2 separate regions of the Mus musculus genome follow, and region 1 is linked to region 2. Evidence: chromatin contacts called from public promoter capture Hi-C data. All regions are on one chromosome and are shown on one strand. Each heading gives the region's core, a stretch centred on a gene start, on an enhancer-like site or on the middle of the called end of the contact. The rest is flanking DNA. Distances are from core to core; before and after follow the strand shown. Region 1 overlaps Kmt2a (lysine (K)-specific methyltransferase 2A). Region 2 holds the start of BC049987 (cDNA sequence BC049987).

Region 1 (4,699 bases), core at 299-2,798, 140 kb before region 2:
CTGGAAAAAGTGAAAATAGAGGGTATACTGGCTGGTGCAGCTGAGCTGTGTTCTCAGTTAAGCCACCTAACTTAAATTGTATAGCACTGAGAAGTGGCTTTGTAGTTTTTCTACTGTAAGATCAGGAGGAGAATTTCAGCGATAGAGTCCACAGACGCAATCAGCTACTTTTTGCCAACATTTGGGAAGAAATTTCATAAAGGATGGTCTTAAGGCTGGAGAAATGGCAAAGTAATTAGGATGCTTCCAGTTCTAACAGGATCAATCTAGTTACATCTCCAGCTAACAGATCTAACGATCCGTGCTCGGATCTAGTGCATCCCCAGCTGCTGTGGGCACCCACACAGTCACAGGACACCTACACACACTAAACATTTAAAAATCCGCTGATTCCTGAATCTCACAGTGGAAGGAACTGTTCAACACCTGGGCATACATACACCCCAATAATAAATAACAAACTTTAAAGTGCTTTATGCTTATGTTCTTGGTAGTTGTTTTAAATAACTGATGGGGTATATGGCAGATTATGAACAGTTGTTTTTATCTTCGAGTTGAAAAACAGCTGGCCTTGCCTCTCACGTCTGGTTGTATTTTCATTCAGACCAGTGGCTGCTCTTCCAGAGGTCCAGGCAACACAGAATCCAGCCAATGAGCAAGAAAATGCAGGTATGTGGTTGATTAATAGGTTATAGTAGAGAACTCTAAAGCCAGAAGAACTATGTAAAAATCATGTGCGCTGAGCATGGCGGTGCACACTTGTAACCCCAGCACTTGGAAAGCTAAGACAGAATTGCGAGTTCAAGGTGAGACTGAGTTGCATAGTGGCTTGAGGGCAGCCTGTGCTACATGACATAGTAGGCTCGAGGGCATACTGTGCTACACCACAGCCTAAACCACAGAGAATCGCCTGCATTAACTCCTGATAGTCTAGATGGGAGAAAAGCAGACTCAGTCTCAAGAGCTGAGCTGTGATGTGCAGTCATAGGGTCCCAGCGGTCTTCAGTTGTGTGTGTGTCATTGTCAAGGTCAGATCTTCTTGCTAAACTAAATTTAAGGACTGTGACATTTTAGGTAGCTGGTGATAACATTTAGTTGTCTTTGGAGGTGTTTCTTATATCTGATGGCACCTCGGGGTAAATTCCCTTCTGGAAACCGTAGCACTCTCTTAGGTGTTTGGGATTTGATTCTAGACCCACATGCACCCACAGCTCTGCATGTGTGGCCTGGTGTAGTTTGGCCACTTTACAATTAGTATAGTACCCACAGAACCTGAGCACGTGGCTCAGGAGACAGAGGCAAGAAGGTTGGCACGAGTTTGAAGCCAACCTGGGCTATACTACATAGTAAAGTCCAAGCCAACCTTGACCTCAGAATGAGCTCTTGTCTTAGGAAAGCAAACAGATTGACTAAATAAATGATCTTCAAACATGACTTCCCAGAAGAGAAAGGCTTAGGCTTGGGATTTGGGCTGTTACTGTACCCTGCTGCCTGGCCAGTTCCTCAAGCCCAAGGCCTCATTGCAGGCAGGCATGGTAGCTGAGTAGTCTCCAGAATCAGTTAGGTTCAAACCTCATGTTTACTTTGCTGTGTGGGTAAACATGGCTTTTACTTGGCCTGCTTCAGTTTCCCCATGTTTTGTTCACGTATTTATTCACTCACTCATTGCTTTGAATGAGGTCTCACTGTCTTGTCCTCGTTGACCTAGAACTTTAGGGTAGCCCAGGCTAGCAGTGACCATCCTCCCTCGGCCTCAGAATAGTAGGGTTACAGGCAGGCATCACCATACCTGGCTCGGTTCTCTTACCTTTAAAAGGGAGTCCAGCTGGGCTTGGTATAGCTGCAGTACTTGGGAAGCAGAGACAGGCAGCATAGCCTTCACAGCAAGCCATGCTGGCTACGGGCTGAGCCATTATCGCAAAAAGAGTCAATAATAACACCTACCTTAGTAGTTGTTAGGATTCCATGAGATACTGTGGGTGAAGTTCTAGAAGAGTATCTGAGGCATAATCAAGCTTCACACATAGGGAAGGGGATTTGTGTTTGCTTTGGTTTGGCTCCTATTAGGAGTAGTTATGTATGGAAAAATGACCACATTGTCATACCAGAAGCTCTGCTACAAAAACGAAGTCTATTAAATGCACCAGTGCACGCGCGCGCACACACACAGAGACACACACACACCATTTTAGTACCCAGGGCAAGTTCTTGAGCCTCAGTGGTCTTACTGGTGAATTGGGATAGCACTGGATACAGCATGTTCTTACAAATGGAGGTGGTGCTTGTAGAGCAAGTCTTTCCCAACCTTCCTAGTGTTGTGACCTTCATGGCTGTGGTCATAGCGGTAGTTTTGCTACTGTTGTGAATAGTAATGCACATATCTGTGTTTTTGCAGTGGTCTTGAGAGCCCTGTGAAAGGGTCCTTTGGGACCCACAGGTTGAGAACTGCTGGTGTAGATCATTCTGCACATAGCACTTGGTGCACACTGGCTTTAGCAAAACCTTTTTTCCATTGTAGAACCTAAAGCAATGGAAGAAGAAGAGAGTGGTTTCAGCTCTCCTCTGATGCTCTGGCTCCAGCAAGAACAAAAGAGGAAAGAAAGCATTACTGAGAGGAAGCCCAAGAAAGGACTCGTTTTTGAAATTTCAAGTGATGATGGCTTTCAGATCTGTGCGGAAAGTATTGAAGGTGAGTGGCTTGTTAGGTCAGCCTTCCATCAGGCCCTGCTGCGGTTCCTCCTGTGCTCAGGAAAAGCTTGCCTTGTTGAAGAACCACGATCATTCTTGACAAGTGCTAAGAGCTGCAGGTTGTGTGGTACACACTGAGAGCTGCTCTCTCAGCTCTTCTCGGTACCTCCTGCGGTGCCATCTCTCTTCTGTGGATTCTCCCACATGCTTTCTGCAGTGCTCCTGGCTGTCTGCTCGATGACTGCCAGCTCCACCTCGTCTGCCTCGTACAGCAGGGAAGCTCTCTGTGCAAATGTTATGGTCTAGTTGCAGCCATGTAGGCCTGAGCTCTCAGGAAAGGCTGTGAGTTCAGTGGGTGAGTTGGGGCTATCCGAAACCTGGGAAGAGGACCAAACAACAGCCATTTAAAGGGGGATCTGGAATTTGGTTTAGCCAGAGAGGAATGCAGGGAGCTTTTCACAAAGAGAATGAAATGGAACAAAGTTAGAAAAACTTTGGTTTTCAGTAGTATTGGATAGAAAATGACTTTGAACAGTGAAAGAAAAGTTGGGAGGTGAATTGGGCACAAGTTGGCAAGAGAGTCTATAGTGACAGCCGATGAGACCTTTGACATAATAAGGAAGCTCCGTGGGAAAAGGAAGGAAGGAAGGGTAGACGGACATGGTAACGACGTAGATATGAGTAGAGATAGAACTTGGACCTGGATGTGGCCTAAGCTGGGTGGTGGTGTCACATGCCTTTAATCCTAGCACTTGCAGGGGCAAGGCAGGTCTCTCTGAGTTTGAGACCAGCTTAGTGTATAGAAAGTTCCAGGAGAAGCAGGGCTTTCCTGTCTCAAAACCCTCTCTCTAAAAAACAAAACAAAACAAAACAAAGGATGTGTGCATCCTAAAAAAATACATAGACAAACACGTATGAAGATTTAGTAAGGCTGGGTGTGAACTGGGCATGCTGAAGCGCCCTGCAATCCCACCGCTCCGGAAGCAGAGCCAAGAAGATTGCCACACATTCAAGACCAGTTTGGGCGACACAGTGAATTCCAGTCTAGCCCGGACTAGAGTATGAAACCTTGTCTCTATTAAAAATGAAAGAAAAAGGGATCATAATGATCCCTGTCCTTCTATATATTAACTGTTGTTGTTGTTGAGACGGGGTCTCACTGTGTACCTTCACTGGCCTGGAACTCACTGGAGATCAGACTGACTTCAAACTCACAGGGATCCATGGGCTTCTGCTTCATATTAATTTTAAGGTTAGGAATGGTGATTCATCAAGGGACATGGGTATCCTAGGGATTCAGGAAGTATGAGTATCGTTGCTGCTCTGGCCCATGGTAAAAAGAAGCCTGCTGAACAATTTGCCTGGACGCTTCTCACATACCAGATTGACTGAAGGTAGCCAGGCACTGACGTCAGCTGCAGAATGATTCTCTGCACCAGGGACTGTGCTGATGCCAGTAAGACGTGATGGCACAAATTCTCTCCCACTTACAGTTTTCTCCTGTTTCCTTTCAGATGCCTGGAAGTCACTGACAGATAAAGTCCAGGAGGCACGATCAAATGCCCGCCTGAAGCAGCTCTCATTTGCAGGTAACGGCTGATGCTGCTGTTATCTTGCTACAACCTCCAAATATTCTGGCAGCTTGTTAGTGTAAGCCGCAGAATTGAATTTAAAAAAATAAACAAACTATCTAAATAAATAATTCAGGGCTTAAGGATGTAACTCATACACCATCCAGTTTACCCATTTACATTCAGTTCAGTGGTTTTTAGTATATCTGTCCATAGATGTGTGTTACTATCTTCTGACCTAAGCTCATGCCTGACCCTGGTGCCTGTGGATCTGCCTAGTCTGGATTGTTCACATAAGTGAATCTTGATCTGTGGCTGTCTTCTTTCAGCCTGTGCTTTCAGTCCTTCCTACACTAGGGCATGGGGCTCCGTGCTCATGCTCAGCTCCCGAGAGTGAGGCTCCCTAGCACCACGGTAGTAGGATTTATTTCTGTGTGCCA
Region 2 (5,054 bases), core at 1,627-4,126:
TGGGATCTTCCATGTACAGGGACCTTCCTTTTCCTGAAGGTCAAATGGTATCTTGTAACTCAAAGATCCAAGTTACTAAACACCTTCTTGTGTTTTCTAGAGTGCCTGTCCCCATCCCGAGTCATGCCAAAAGCTCCTGGGGACAATGCCACAAATCACTTTATCTTTATAAGCCATAAAAGCCCACGCTAAGCAACAAAGGCAGTCTTATCCCATGAGAAGTGCCAAGGGCTGAGAGACAACTTGCCATGAACCCAGGAGGAAGACCAGATTCCTCAGCACACAGCAAAAAAATGGTGCCGCACAGGTGGCCACGTCGCCAAGTCCCAGAGCCACCTGAGGGAACAGGGTTAAGATATCAGAGTATGCTGCCTGATGGAACTTGGAGCACGCTGGCTATCCTAGGCTAACGCTGACATTTGTGATGGGGACAATAGGCCACCCAATGTCAGCTTAATCTTTGGAGACCTACAGGGGTCTCTGTGAAGGATCTCAAGAAACTCAACATGAAGACTCAGGGGTGACTCCTGGTTGGTACTTTCTGGGCACATCTTCTGGAAGAAGACTGCTGGAAGTTTGAGTTTCTTCTCTCCTGGACTCTACCCTAATACATCTGTGCCTTCAGTGGCTGTTTGGGTTTTTGTTGTTGTTTTTGAGACAGGGACTCTGTGTAGCTCTAGCTGTCCTGTAACTCTCTTTGTAGAGAGTCTACAAGCACACGTGTGACTGTCCAAGTGGACTACTGACATGCTCTCAGGGACAAACAGCGGCACTCATGGTAGGCACTCTGCAAATAGCCCAACAGGACACAAGAGACTGGATGGAAGAGCCACTCTGTGTCCTGCCTACTGGTGAACAAATAAGTCCTGAGGATTATTCCAGATCCTTCCATACTGCACACCTGGGCATCAGTGAGTAAGTCACAGCTCAGTCTTCATGCATCCCTAATCGGCTCCTCAGCCCCACCCCCCAGCCCCAGCCCAGTCCTGCCAAGTCCGCAGGGCTTGGTCTCCTTTCCTTAGAGCTATCTCCACCTCATAGCCTGGTTCTGCTTCTTTCCAGGCCACATGGGACTTTGTGACCCTTGGAGGACACCTCAGAGCCTTTGCCCTGCTCCCTACTTCTGTTTCAAGATGGCTCCTTCCACGTTCCATCGGCCCATTGCATCCTCTGAGACACCCCCTTCTGCTTCCTCCTTGCTTACTTAGCTCCTACCTTCTCTTTGTTCTTCACCATCCTAGGCCTTGTTTTTACCCTTCTTGCAAGAACTGGTGGAGGGAGGGTTCCATGAGTCCGAGTGGAAGAGAGAATGACAGTTCCAGACCCAGGAAGTAGAGTGACCCCCCCCCATCTTTGTATTTGCTGGTAGAAGCTGAGGCTCAGAAGAAAGGATTGACTTGCCCTGGGACACAGAAAGAGCAGCAAGGTAGGCTGAACTTATGTGTAAGTTCTTGACAGGACCTAGACTCCCCTCACGCTAAGCTAGGCAAGCTTTGCTAGAACAGTGAAGAGAACAGCCCTGCTTGGTCCAAGGAGCTGCTTGGCTGGTGAGCTCTGGTCAGCAGCACGGAGGGCAGACATTGGTCAACAGCTCTGGAATTATACATAGGCCTGCCTCAAAGTTCCACCTCGTTCCAACACAGTGAGTTTGGTGTCAGGTTTTGGTCCTTCTACCCCTACAAGCCTGGTTTCTTCCTTCTTTATCCTCTGAGAGGCTGGTCCTCAGAGGGTAAGCTCTCATCCCAGCCTTCCACCCTTGTCTTCCCCCACACACACAGCTTCTCCACCTCCCTACCTCTCACAGGGTGGTGGCAGGGCCTCCTGGGACCTAAGTCCCAGCCCCAGCAGAAGCAGCAGGTGCAGCTCCCAGGTCATCCTGGGCACGGTGCCTAGAACGGAATGAGCAAACCCTGGCACCTCTGGCTTGCTGAACACGGCCTGCCTCACTTGCCTACCCAGGTCAGCCAAAGTCCAGGCTATGAGGTGTGGCCACCTGAGGGGGGAGATGTGTGTTTCAACTTCTTGTGGACTGCTTACCACTTCTGCCCTCCAGCTACAGTGCTCACTACCCCATCAGCCACTTTCTTCCATTTCTCAATTCTAACTGGTATTACATGCTCAGGGACTTTGCTCAGAGTTATATGGGTGGGCACCCAAGGGCCAGGGCCACAACTGAGGTCACCCAAGTATGATTTAGACACTGAGTCTGTGTGTGGCTCCCTAGTCTCTAATGCCAGAAGGGACCATTTCTTTATCACTTAAAACAGAATGGCTCAAGTCTTCTCCAAAGCTTTATCAAACTCCCTGTTATCTACAGGAGACCCTGTGAGGACACAGGACAACCTCTCGGGGATGGATCAGGAAGCCCCACCATAAGATGATGTCTGCACTGAGTCCTGAGGAATAGTCAGGAGGCCATGCCATCACATGAGACATCCAGAGACTTGGTGCAAAAGTTGTGTGACAGGCTGGAGGGACATTTTGGCACCAGTTAGTGAAGAGGTTTTGCCAAGGAGCTGGTGAAATGGCTCAGAGGTTAAGAACATTTGCTGTGAAGAGGTCAGCTCAGGAACTTTGACAAATTCCACCAGACCCCTCCCCTCCTGGAAGAGAAAGTTCATAGAGCACACAGGCACCCCATTCCTCAGACCACAGCAGGGACTAACCACTGACCACCTGCAGATAAGGGAAGCCCAGAGTACAAAGACAGACCATTGGCTGCCCCCACAGACAAGGAAAGCCCTTGCCACCCCATTCCCTAAGGACCAATCAGTTTAAAAGTCACACTGTTCTACCAATCACGTTGTGCCTAGTGGCTGTTGCTCTATTCTACCTCTGAAAGCTGTATAAAAACTGGCCAAACGGGCTGCCCAAGGTTGCTGCCTTTCCTTCAGGTGCAGGAAGACCCCAGTGTACTGGAACAATAAATTCCTCTTGCTTTTGCATCGATCCCTAGCTCCAAGTTGTTCACTGTGGCAGGGGTAGGGGTCCCAGGTAAGCTAAGGCTCGTTAGAGTCTTACATTTGGTGCATGGGCTGGGAATTCGACCTCCTGTGAGGACACACCAGAGAGCCGTGAATCAGAGGTCTCGAGCAGGTACCAAGGTTCTTTCTTGTTTGCCTTGCTGTTTGTCAAAGTCTGAGTCTGTAAGTCTGTTTGAACTTTTGGTTTGCTTGCAAGTGTCGGGGGCTTGGAGAGTTTATGGTATCTGGGGTGGTTAAGTGCAGCTGACAGACGTGCCTTAACATTGAGACTGCTGGGAATTTGGGGGATACTCCAGAGACCCTGAAGGGAACTGGGAGGGCTCCACTCCTTCTGGAAACAGCAAGACAGTATTGGCAGGAGCTGAGTCTTCCTATAATCTGGCTCCTGCTGTACTGGCAGGGACGCCTGGTTTGTCTTGGTGAGGCTGGAGCCAGCCAAGCAACTCTGCTCTGCGTCCATGGAAGGGACGAACTGTCTGTAACTGTGACCATGAAAGGGATGAACTGTGTGTTGATTGTCTTTCTCTGTGTTTGTTGGTGTTGGTTACCTCATTCTATGTTCTTGGACTTGGACTGACGACATCTTTGGACATTGGACAGACCGAATCTACCTTGTTAAACATTCTAGTTAATCACTGGAGGGAAGTTAGGAAAAGAAGAGAAGAGCAAGTTTAACTGACTCTGTTCTCAGAATGGCCCACTTTTGGAGTAAGGGGGCCACCTGTAGGGACCTTCAACTTGCAGGTGATCAAAGCAGTAGAGGAAAAAGTCTTTAGGCCAGGATCCCTGCTGCACCCAGACCAAGTGTCCTGGAAGAATCTCGTGGAGAACCCACCCCCCTTCCCCTCCCCACCGATAAAAGCCTTTCTTTCCCCAAGACCCACCTCACAGGTTCTGACTGTCGGGAAGAAAGAAGCACGGGAGGAGGGATCCGGGCCTGAGAGAAGTCAATCCTCCAAGACCCTTCGCCAGCGGATCTGTTGCTCCAAGACCCTCCTCCTCCATATCACCCTTCCCTTTCCCCCATGGCCCTGCCGGTGCTGGCTCCAGCTCTGGAATCCTCAGCCCATATAGGACCAGGGCCATTGTATCCCACTTTACCGGAGGAATGAACAGGAGGAGAACCCCAACTTCCCGGTCCTGCCATGGGGACCCAAAGTCTGAGAGCCACCTCCCCTGATACCACGGTGGCTCTCTTGCTGGGGACATATGGGCCTCTGGAAAAGGGCAATCAGGCTATGCAATATTGGCCCTTCTCTTTGGCTGACTTGTACAACTGGAAGGCCCAACCCCCCCCCCTTTCCCAAGGGGCAGATTAATGTCTTTGAGACTGTTTTATTTACTCATCAGCCCACCTAGGTGATATCCAACAACTCACGAGAGTACTCTTCATGACCGAAGAGAGAGAAGATAATGCAGGAAGCTAGAAAGACATGGGGGCACCATCGATTGACCAGGTTGTTGTCGACAGCGGGCTTTCTCTGACTAGACCTGAGTAGGACTTGTCTTAGTCAGGGTTTCTACTCCTGCACAAACATCATGACCATGTTTTGGGGAAGCAAGCCATTAAAGAACATCCCTCCATGGCCGCCTCTGCATCAGCTCCTGTTTTCTGACCTGCTTGAGTTCCAGTCCTGACTTCCTTCAGTGATGAACAGCAGTATGGAAGTGTAAGCCGAATAAACCCTTTCCTCCCCAACTTGCTTCTTGGTCATGCATGATGTTTGTGCAGGAATAGAAACCCTGACTAAGACAGGACTTTAATATGACAAAGGTAAGGGGCACCTGAAGGTCCACTACCAGACTCCATTGGCAGGTCTCAAGGGGGCCGCACAACGACCCACAAATTTGACCAAGGTACGTGAGGTTAAGCAGGGACCAGATGAGTTGCTCACAGTGTTTCTAGAGCGGCTCATGGAGGCATTGCGCCAATATGCACCCTATGACCCCAACAGCAAGGAGCATAAAGCTACTGTGACAGTGGCTTTTATAGACCAGGCTAGTAGAGATATCAGAGAAAGGCTTCAGAGGCTAGAGGGATGACAGGATAAGCCATTGAGGGATTTAGTG

Evidence for each region. Promoter capture Hi-C pulls out the DNA fragments that hold promoters and counts their contacts.
Region 1: a promoter capture Hi-C map of liver shows a contact between it and region 2, with 2.0 times the contacts expected there. The contact joins the enhancer-like site here to the promoter of BC049987 in region 2. A contact is called at or near these places in 8 of 39 promoter capture datasets (the 3T3-L1 cell line, 3T3-L1-derived adipocytes, the C10 cell line and 4 more), 4 of 484 Hi-C or Micro-C datasets (the CH12 cell line, brown adipocytes and embryonic stem cells), 1 of 115 datasets of contacts at active chromatin or transcription factors (embryonic stem cells) and 3 of 9 other capture datasets (adipose tissue, embryonic stem cells and liver).

What each region holds. Positions count from the first base shown.
Region 1 is chr9:44,812,565-44,817,263 of GRCm38.p6, reverse strand. Kmt2a (lysine (K)-specific methyltransferase 2A) reads left to right here. Exons shown (of 36, transcript NM_001357549.2): 29 at 605-669; 30 at 2,519-2,689; 31 at 4,203-4,277. Among named protein-coding and RNA genes, the nearest start is that of Ttc36, 12 kb to the right of the region's middle. Within about 2 kb of position 1,548, at least 5 of the 459 cell types and tissues checked have an H3K27ac peak or open chromatin away from gene starts, as enhancers often do. A contact at or near this core is called in liver, where this site is marked.
Region 2 is chr9:44,670,082-44,675,135 of GRCm38.p6, reverse strand. BC049987 (cDNA sequence BC049987) reads left to right here and starts at 2,876. Exons shown (of 2, transcript NR_165440.1): 1 at 2,876-2,994; 2 at 3,863-4,568. It overlaps Treh (trehalase (brush-border membrane glycoprotein)), which reads right to left and starts at 1,903. Exons shown (of 15, transcript NM_021481.3): 1 at 1,796-1,903. The coding sequence starts at 1,875.